Regions from separate parts of the Gasterosteus aculeatus genome. Here regions 1 and 2 are each linked to region 3. The links are chromatin contacts, called in public Hi-C maps. All regions are on one chromosome and are shown on one strand. Each heading gives the region's core, a stretch centred on a gene start, on an enhancer-like site or on the middle of the called end of the contact. The rest is flanking DNA. Distances are from core to core; before and after follow the strand shown.

Evidence for each region. Hi-C and Micro-C count contacts between places; a contact is called where the count stands out from the background.
Region 1: a contact with region 3 is called in a Hi-C map of tail fin, with 2.8 times the contacts expected there. The contact joins the promoter of casz1 here to the enhancer-like site in region 3. A contact is called at or near these places in 3 of 6 Hi-C or Micro-C datasets (skeletal muscle, tail fin and whole body).
Region 2: a contact with region 3 is called in a Hi-C map of whole body, with 3 times the contacts expected there. The contact joins two enhancer-like sites. A contact is called at or near these places in 3 of 6 Hi-C or Micro-C datasets (liver, skeletal muscle and whole body).

The regions. Positions count from the first base shown.
Region 1 is chr2:12,627,120-12,630,185 of fGasAcu3.hap1.1, reverse strand. It overlaps casz1 (castor zinc finger 1), which reads right to left and starts at 1,340. Exons shown (of 22, transcript XM_078083529.1): 1 at 1,127-1,340.
Region 2 is chr2:12,818,239-12,821,701 of fGasAcu3.hap1.1, reverse strand. It overlaps pex14 (peroxisomal biogenesis factor 14), which reads left to right. Exons shown (of 10, transcript XR_005713669.2): 3 at 2,549-2,633. Among protein-coding and RNA genes, the nearest start is that of pex14, 16 kb to the left of the region's middle. Within about 2 kb of position 1,536, at least 2 of the 9 cell types and tissues checked have open chromatin away from gene starts, as enhancers often do.
Region 3 is chr2:12,714,477-12,717,854 of fGasAcu3.hap1.1, reverse strand. The region is part of intron 4 of casz1 (castor zinc finger 1); the gene reads right to left. Among protein-coding and RNA genes, the nearest start is that of LOC144384509, 5.1 kb to the right of the region's middle. Within about 2 kb of position 1,539, at least 4 of the 9 cell types and tissues checked have open chromatin away from gene starts, as enhancers often do.

The DNA.
Region 1 (3,066 bases), core at 91-2,590, 87 kb after region 3:
CCTCTATCAATTCACTACGGCGACCCTTTACAAAAGCATGTTAAATGAAATCTCACATCAAAGTGGTGATTTATAAAGCTCACAGCTAATCAAACACGCAGGGTACACAGAGTGTTTTTTAAACAGATTTTAAACAGATTGTTGTGGTTTTTTTGCTCTACAGACGGTGGAAGTCAGGGGAAAAAAGCTGCGTTTCAGCTGCCGAGAGAAGGAACAGAAGGAGAAGCGTGCCAAAGTGCGTGAAGGTGGATAAACTGACAATAGTTCGCACGACATATTGGGGCAAATAAGCAGGGTTTTTTTTGTTTATTTTTGCCAGACGGACTAATAACGAGGTCCGTTCATCTGTCAGCAGGTCACACTGTGACCAACAGACCATACTTCCAAAAGCCATTTACAGAGAATCAGCTCAACTTCCGCATTCGGAGCTTTGAATATTGACAGCATTTATACCAGTTCCTCTATTTACGGTAAATGACGCTGCGCGAGGCTGCTACCTGCTATAAGCGAACCAAACGACTTTCACCAAGTTTTTTCACAACAAAAACTCGGCAGTTTTTAGGTAAAGCAGACGCGCCCAAAAGTCCTGGCGAGGTGTAAAGTGTTGACTGAACACTTTGCTGAATGCACAATAAAAACAACCTCACGTCGGTCCCGTTTTCGCTCTTTTCTCTGCTTCATATCTTTGGGGGGGGAAACGGGAGCAGAAGGGGGAGAAGTTGCCGTGTCAACTTTTTGCGGGAAGCGCGCTTGTTTCGCCCGATATTGACGGCGTGTTCATCTAAAAAAAAAACACTGTGAGGGGAATTTATAAAGTTTTACGGGAAAGCCCGGTCCTCTTTTCTTTTTTGATTTGTTTGTTATTTGTGTGCGTTCCTTCCAGACGCGCTTATCAGACTGCGTGAGTCCGCAGCGGACCTGCTGCCGCCGCCGCCGCGTCGCGTCCACCGAGTCCGTCCGTCAATTCACTGACATTCGCCGTAAACTGCCTCAATAACTGCCTCGAAACGCCCGCGCCCACGGCCACTGCCACCCCGCTGTGTGGATGTCGCTTTCCGGCAGGGAATGATGTGTCTAGAGAGGGAGCAGCCCGTCCAGTAGTTGAGAGGAAAAGGAAAACTCTTACCTGAGGTATACTTCGTTGTCTCTCGGTGACTTCCGACTTAGAGCAGGTGTGCGCGCGTGTGTGTGTGTGTTTACGGTGGATATTGTGAGCGCTTTCATTCATGAAGTTGACACATTATTTTTTTCTCAGTTTTTTCGGGTTTTATTATGTAGCATTTTCTAATTTCTCACTGGGCGAGTCGCCCGGAAGATCTGCCCTGGAGACCGGCTCCAAGCGGGAAGAGGAGTCGTTAATTGAATTTCTCGGCTGGCAGGTGTCGCTTAGAAAACGTGGACTGGAGTTCAGCTGTGGTCTCTTGTGTGAGAGTTTGACCAAACGATCGGCTCTTTCGTTATATTTCACATCAATGTGTTATGGGTTAATACACCCAGGCCAAGTGAAATCACTTGTCACATTGTCACGGGCTAATAAAGTAGTTATTAATAGTTATTGTTAGAGGCGCGGCTGTAGTCTAGACCAACTTCATCAAGTCCTATAGACAAGGTCCAGAATCAAGACCAAGTCCAAAAGTAGAGACAAAGACCGAGTCCACCAGCAAATCGAGTCCTGTCCGAGATGATTACAGGCCACAGTGTCTTTTTTTGTGCAACTGCAAACTGCAAATACAGCTGATAACAGTCTAGATGTAACAATGTAATAAACGGCAGTTCCAGGATAACATTTCTGGCCCATAAAACATACTCATTTGCATTTACGTTACCCAGACCTGGTTTCCTTATGAATAAATGAGAGTCAATATTAGAACTGAGTTGGAACTTGGTTCCAGAGGGTAAAAGCACTGGAGTTAGGCAATATGTTAAAAGTCTTCCATTGAGGTCTCTAACTGTATTAATCATTGTCTTAATATACTTTATTAAAGCCATTATGACAATAAAGAAGAAGAAGAACTAACTTGGAGTCATTCTAATTCCTTTTTATTCAGTGTATGCAATGTTTTATTTAAGTGCTTTTTCTGGTAAAATAAAAGTTACATGCAGCTCTATGTAACACCATGATCACAATATGTTGACAACCATTTGCCTATTTACAAATTCAGCACAGCAGCAGCATTCTTTTACAGTGGTTTTTCTGAACATGTATTACCAACTTCTCCTGTTAGCAGTTTTGGTGACCACTAAATCCTGAGGCATATATACAGCTGTTATTAATGTACAATTAAAAGTTCTCTTCGATATTTAAAACATTAATATCGCAGCAAAAACAAATCCGTAGTGGACTTTTTGTGTGTATGCGTCGTTTAAGTTTCACAATTGATCAACCATTATTTAAGTTTTTCCCAGTCCGAGTTTACTTTTTCTTTCGGCAGAGCACAAATGTCCCTTTCTGTCTTTATTTTCCTTCTCTCTCACCTTTCCTACCGACTACCATATATCAATAATTTACTGTAAAATATTCTGAGCATGAGACTCCTTGAAGGTATCCCAGGAGCAAAGCCCATAGGAACGGCGAGGCTGTGATAATGTATTTTAGATTTGAACTATCCTTATCTAAATTCTGCAGTCTTGCAAACTATTGACAAACAGATTATTGCCAATTAGCAGTTTTGTGACGTGTCCTGTTGTACACGATAAAGAATTAAGAGGATCGATGCGAGTCAACTAACGAGGTAGATAGCGCTTTACTCTTTGATCTAAACCCGTTGTGGCGTTTAGGGTCCAAGGAATGTGACCTACTGCTTGGTGTCCCTCCAGTACAATTGGGATGTTTGTTAATTGATGTGTCATATTATAATCACATCACCATCTAATCCTCATTCCAGAAACACATGGAGGCAACACAAAGTCTGATTAATAAATATCCCAATTCAGACCAATCTCTCAAACTGTATGTCATTAAAACGTACACGTTTATTATCTTACGTCCCAATGTTTCCACCAATTGTCCTACCGCCTCAGACATGAACATGCTCACTATGTAGTTGAGAATGTCAGAGGTACCCT
Region 2 (3,463 bases), core at 287-2,786, 100 kb before region 3:
AACTGGATTTTACCCTCACTTCTCACAATTGAAGTTATGGCCATTGTAATTTTCAGACGAGCGCAGAGCAAAGTCTTGTCCAATCCAAACTCGATAACATTGCTTTAATCGTGTCCGCTCATCAACTTCACTCTCTTTAAGTGGGTTGGTTAATGTTATCTCTTCCTATGATTGAGTTTCCCCTCTTTTTCGGCTTTACCTGACACTCTATTGGTCATCTGGTTTGTAAAGATTATTGCTCTTAACACGGAGCACTTTCGTGCATTAGCAGTCAAAGCTTTACGACAGGTTTTTAACAAAAGAGTTGTTTGTTTTTACCAAAAATTACCCTCAGATTTTCCAAAAGAAAGTAAATTCAGAATTATTATTATTTTTTGTTATTTACAGAGCCGGGCCCGAATGTGCCTTCTACAGTTCAGTTCACAGGACCCCCCCTGCCCCCCTAAAAGCCCAGTTGTGTGCTACCCAACACTATAACTGGGATGATCCATAAGTCAATAACAAGACAAGACTGAAATCTCTGCAATGTGGTTATAATTGATTGAGATGTCTGGGTGGAACTTGTGCAAAGCATCTATGTCATCTGCTAAGAAGTGCACTTTTCCTCTCCCTGAAGATCCACCACTACAGTTTTAACCAAATGGACAGTTGCCTCATTAGTTTGCCGCTGAGCTAGCTGCGGTCTTTGCTACGATGTCATACTTACGCCCATTAATATTGACACAATTTTCCTGTCAATGTTGTGCTATTGAAATCTGAAGAGAATATAAACACGGTTTGCTCATTCAGCATATTCCTCCTCTATTAGACAATTACCCCTCACAGAGCCTACATCACTCCGTTATTTACTGGAATAAATATTAGAATATTAGATTTCAGTGTGTTTACTGCCTCTCGGTTGTGCGTTCACCACAAGTAGTCTCATTGGCTCACTTAGTTGAGCAGTAAGCGCTTTGCCAAGAGCAGAATGACTTTGTCTCGTTATCAAAGTGGATATTTTCCGTGTTTTTGACTCAATCGTTTGCTGCAGAACATCATCAGTTGGGTTCACCATGCAAATGGTTTAATCTGCTTGTCCCAATGAAGGTTCCGGGGGGTCGACTTCAATAAGCCCACCAGCGTGTAGAGATACAGGAAACTCCATCACCCCTCGCGTAACCTATAGGGACATCAACGTCACGGTCGTGTCACAGTCAAATGGTAGATTAGTGTCTAAATAGATTGTTCCAGCATCTCTTGGGGGGAATCTGGCATGTTATGGTCAAATTCACTTTTAATGTATTTATTATTGCATTTATCTAAAGGTAGACCTTTTTTAAAGTAGTATAATTCTGCAGCAGGTCTCTGGATGCTGCATGGTATTTTCATATGTTTACCTTTTATTAGGATAGAAGTGTTATTGAGTTGCTTATGAGCTTATTCATTGTTGTTTAAAGACGGGTCAAATTGGTTGTTAGAAGTTCCATAAAGTTGCCGGGGCCCCGAGCCTCGGCTGTACTGTTTGCCTGTCACAGAAATGCAGGAAATGCAGCCTCCCTGCCACACCTCAGCCGTGGACAAGTTTGAACTGCGAATCTTTTGGATTGAAACTGGTTCATAGTATATGCAATGCATTACCCAAAACGAATTACCACTGGCAGGGCGCTCAATCACTTTGTATCTTTCAACACTAAGAGAAAAGAAGAGTAATCAAAACCTTTCAACCTATTAGAGGGATGACTTTTACAATTGAATCACGGGGACCACAGGTGCGATAATAAGTCATCTAAACCTCCCCTCCAGTGTCTTTCCCCTTTCTCCGTGTTCTTACATATTTATCTATTTTAGGAGGCGCCACTTCATGGCGCCCACTTCAAATTTATGTTTTAATGCCATTTGAGGATGATTTTCTTTTCTTTTTTTTTTCCCTCCCTCCAATTCTTGGAAATGCATACTGGGGTGGAAAATTAAGGTGCATCTCGAAGGAAAACATAATAGAATCGATGAACGCAGTGCACTTAAAACTACTGATGTTCTGATGCTATTTAACGTTCTAGTGCATTAACGTTTCAAGTCATTACAACATTCAGGCCGGGTGATTTGATCATGGCAGGTTTTTAACTGGAAGAATTACAGAAGTTTTCAGCCTAGGATTCTCAAGTTATTAGATACAAATGATCACCTCTGCATTAAGTATAGATTTTCTTCCACTGCGCACTTAAGAATGGAAGTTTGCCTTTAAGAGGGTAATAGCAAATTAAGCTCCATACTCCATTTGTCCAGCACTCTTGATGGGCTAATTTTATAACGGCTGATTTGGTCATTCCCCACATTTAGCAGGAAAGTGGTCAGGTGGTCTTTCTCCTCACTGCTGGGTGTGGGGTCTTTAGAAGAAAATATCAAATTAAATCCATTTACGATTTTGCCGGGGTTTCTAATGAACCTTCTTCTTAAAGAAGGTCTAGACTGTTGTGTGAACTGTTAAAAGCCTCACTTTCCCGCAGACCGTATCCCCTCTCCCTCACACTATCTCACCATGAGAAATTACATCCCATTTGTCTCTTTCCAGATTACCACTGCTGTCAAATTTCTACAGAACCCAAAAGTACGTCAGAGTCCTTTGGCCACCAGAAAAGCCTTCTTGACGAAAAAAGGTGAGCGACATTTGAGAATCTGAACATTGCATTAACGTTATGTGTTTGTTTAGAGAATGTGGTTGGCCTGGGATGCACACTGTGTTTTCTTTTTTTTTTTTGTTGGCAAGATTAGTCTATACGGGTCAAAGGTTGTGGCTGTAGCTCTTTGCCCCGGGGGGTATGACAGGGGTCGATTTAGCTTCGGAGTGCACAATTCGGGGCCCTGTGAATAGATGACAAACCGGTTGGGATGCTCCTTTGGGTTCAGGAAAATTAATATTGACAAACCCCCTCTGCATTTTCAATGGAATTATCAATATTGCCTTCCAGCATTTTAACCCCTTTACTTAATTTAACTGTTACCGTAAATTTGAGGCCCGACACGGGGAGATTTCTAAGCAGGGATGGTGGAATCGTTTGCCGTCTCTTCAGTCTCTTTGCACTTCATTGAGATTATTTCTGACACATTGTTTCGCGCAATAAAACTTGCAAAAAGCTTTATCACTCAGAACTCGTTTAAGTCCACTCAATTTATGGCGGCGGTGGAAAAGTGTGCGGAACACCCCGAGTGTATCTCACATGAGCTCTTACAGTTTACGGTGATGTACTTGGGGGACCGTACTTGTGCCGTGCTGGGGGACTCTGCCTCCAGCATTAGAGTAGCCAAACAGTGAAAAGTGAGCCTAAAAGCTCCACGACGGGGGAAGGTAACCCGAAACCAAATCCATGGTTGCCGGCTGCTGCTACGCACATCTCATGTGGCTCTAATGACTCTTGAATCTTTTGAAATTTCTCTGTCTTGGTGTCTCATAATTGGCAACTAAGGCATGTTCGTAATCTACTGTTGG
Region 3 (3,378 bases), core at 290-2,789:
CAGGTAATAAAAAAATTAACGCCATTTTCCAGCAGGCGAGGACAGTGGGTGAAATGAATCAAGGGAGAGGGGAGAGAAGCAGCGGGGGGAGCAGGAGGCAGGGGGTGGGGGGGGGTGGAGATTTGGGGGGGGGGGGGGGGGGGGGGGCTCCAATATTGTCCAAACAATAAGCCTTAGCGGTTATTTTACTCTGTAGATCAGCTGGTGCTGTTATGGACATGACACTTTGGGCACAGAGCAGGAGAGATAAAGCTTTTAAAGTGGCCCTGCTCCTTTTTTTATTGTCATTTAGCGATTACGTATCAGAACAATTAAAAAGTTAGCCTGAGATATCTATTAACTTTGCTCTTTTTTATTTCTCCTGTGCTTCAGGAGGAAGAGAAATTGCACGGCAATGCAACGTGTCAATAACATGCCAGGGACGACATAACATTTCGATGCCTCGGAGAGGAATGTTTCCTAGTTCTCCCAAGTCGAATCATGTTTTCTAATATTGTCTCTCGACTAAGAAAGCAGAATGCCCAGTTCATTTCCAAATACTAATGTCACACGCAGCAATTGAGAGGGTTTCGACTTGGCCAAATATAGAAAATTCCGGCACAATAGGGGGAACAGGTGCTGAGAGTCCATCGAAAGTGACGAAGCCAAAGAGCCGGGTTGCTGCTGAATGCCAAATAAGGCAGCGCGAGACGTTGCACCAAGGCACTAAACAACCTTCTGTATTGTGTATTTTCTGACTCTGTCAACTGTCATCTCCTGCACAGTTTTTCACGGTGTTCAGACTTCATGCCAGGGCCGTTTTTCACTTCATTATCAGCCGAACAAGAGAAAACAGGCAACACATTTGATGCATTACTCATTTCTCCACTCCTTCCAAAAGTATTTCTAATAGACAACAGGGCTTTGGCACTCCTGAAATATGCAGAAACGTCTCAACCTAACCCTTAATCATTGAAATCGTCTGGTATAACCTGTATTTGGAGATTTTATGACCTTGCCAACACCTGCCCTCCACCCTGGTGGAAAACAAAACCGAATTGAATTCATTCTTTCTTCGCTGTTGTGTTACTCAAATACACGTTGTTCGAGGGGGGGGGCGGCTCCGGTGTGACTGAGTTCGGCGAGGGAAGTGCAACTGATGGCCCACGTGTCTCAGGAGAGGGAGGGAAAGAGAGACGTCAGGGCCCGGGCCTCCCGCACACAGGCGCTAAGGCTACGCTCCCAAACATCAAACACATACGTGCTCACGTGTCTCAAGGGGCGCACTCCCCCCTCCCCCCTCCCCCAAAACCAGCCCCTCACCCCCGGCTGAGGCAGGAGCCCGGTGAGACGCGAACTCTCGTCATGCACGCGGGGGTGAAATCCTAAAAAGGGGATACGGAATGGACAGCGACAAGAGGAGAAAAAGGCTAAGCTGTGGATATGGGACGGCCAACTGTTCTGCTAACAGCCTCTTAACAGGTGTGGGCTCTGGAACCATGTAATCCTATCAAGTTACCAAGTAAAAAAAAAGAAAAAAAAGAAAGGAATCCAGCAAACTGGGCTTTGCCTCTCTCTCTCTCTCTCTCTCTCTCTCTCTCTCTGTCTCCGTTGGCAGTGACAGAAGTGAACAGCTGGGCTTCAGATTCATCGTGTACGGGCAGTAATTATTGCCGGTGCTGCCTGCTACTGACCCAAGTCAATAGAATGTCACATGAAAAAACACACGGCGGAATAGGGGGGACCTGAGGCTGAGGGGGGCCGGGGTGCGTGTCTGCCTGTGTGTGTGTGTGTGTCTATGTGTGTGACACACAGGAGAAAGAGGAGGACAGTGTTTAAAAGTCACTACGTTCCTGTTTGCAGTCAATTACGGACGGGGACGGGGACGGGGACGGGGTGTTGGCTCCGTAACCCGGCAGAGCAAACATTTTCCTGCACACGGAGATGGTTGACAGAAAAAATTGCTTCTGTTTGTTTGTACAGATTTTTTCTTTTCTTCTTTCGGATCAAAATGAAAGCCACAGTCGGTACGACAAGCACCTTAATCCCGTCAAAGCAAAGCTGGTAGAGTATTGAAACTTAAGAGATGTGCTCAATGATAAAAAATGAATGAAAAAAAAAAGCAGCAGTAGAGTGAGACAACGGATTTAGCTCAACACCGTCCCGCCTTTGACCTTACATGTATGATTAACTAAACTAACCAAGGTATTGATGAATTATAAAAAAAAACAGATGTTGGACCACACAAAGTGTTTCCATCATTGTACCCAGGCTGACCCCACCTGCTGTATTTGTTCTAGAGAGATAAAAGTGTCTCTGATAAACTATCAATTTATTACCTGTGTCAATCACTGTCCTTGTCATTAAATAGTTAACCCTGCATCTGCTGCTGCTGCTTCTTCTTCCACACATTCAGCTGTGTGAAAGTATTCCATACCGACGAACCTACGCGCGTAACGGTTCACACCTTATAGACCCTCCGCCACATTTAAAAGGATTAGTCACCACATTTTGTGCTGGCTTAATCTCTCTTTCAGCTGGCCTAATAAGTGCGCTTCGATAAACTAAGCATGCAAATTCATTCATGGCCAGTGGAGACCGTGCTTTCAGACAAATGCGACAAAGTCTTCCACCCTGCTAATTACCTCTTCATTTTCCCCTTTTCCTCTCTTATACAGCATGTCAATGACTAGAGACTATTCTTCCCCCTTACTTTGCATGAAATTATAATTTCATATTTAAGATTAGGAAATCGGGACAGGGAGGGAAAAAAGGTGAAGGGAGCTTTTCTCTTGAATCTCACAAGAATACATGACATGGCATATACAGCTGTGAGATTTTAAAAAAAGGATTTATTTTTGGCTGTTAACGCTGAGAGAATTCGAAAAAAAGAAACAAAGGAAAATTCCCAGAAAATAATACATAATTAAAACTTTTTTTTTCTAATTAATGACATCATTTATAATTCATTGCCATTCTTTATAAGATAGTATAATTAAAAAGGATACCTCACCGTTCTCATTTCCCCCCCTTTTTTTTAAGTAGTCTAGTTTAACAAACATGCATTATCTTTGATAGTTAAAACTTGGCCCGTTATATTTTAGATGATAAAGGCAATGAAGACCCAAGGTGCAACCTGTTTATCATTCTGGAATATTTCTTCACCGAGTATTAATTAGGCCATTACTCCAGATTGGTGACGGGGAGCTTTGAGGTTTTAATTAGGTGCTGGCCACTGCATGAGTGCACAGGATGGAAGAAAGGGGGTGGCGATGCCACTTCGCTCCCGGCCCATATCAAGTAGCCATGAACACGTTGGCTACCGCGGCGAGATGCATGGCAGCCCACGTGCATCTGGAGTTTATTTGATTGTTTCATCTCTCGTGTTTCCTGTTTCTG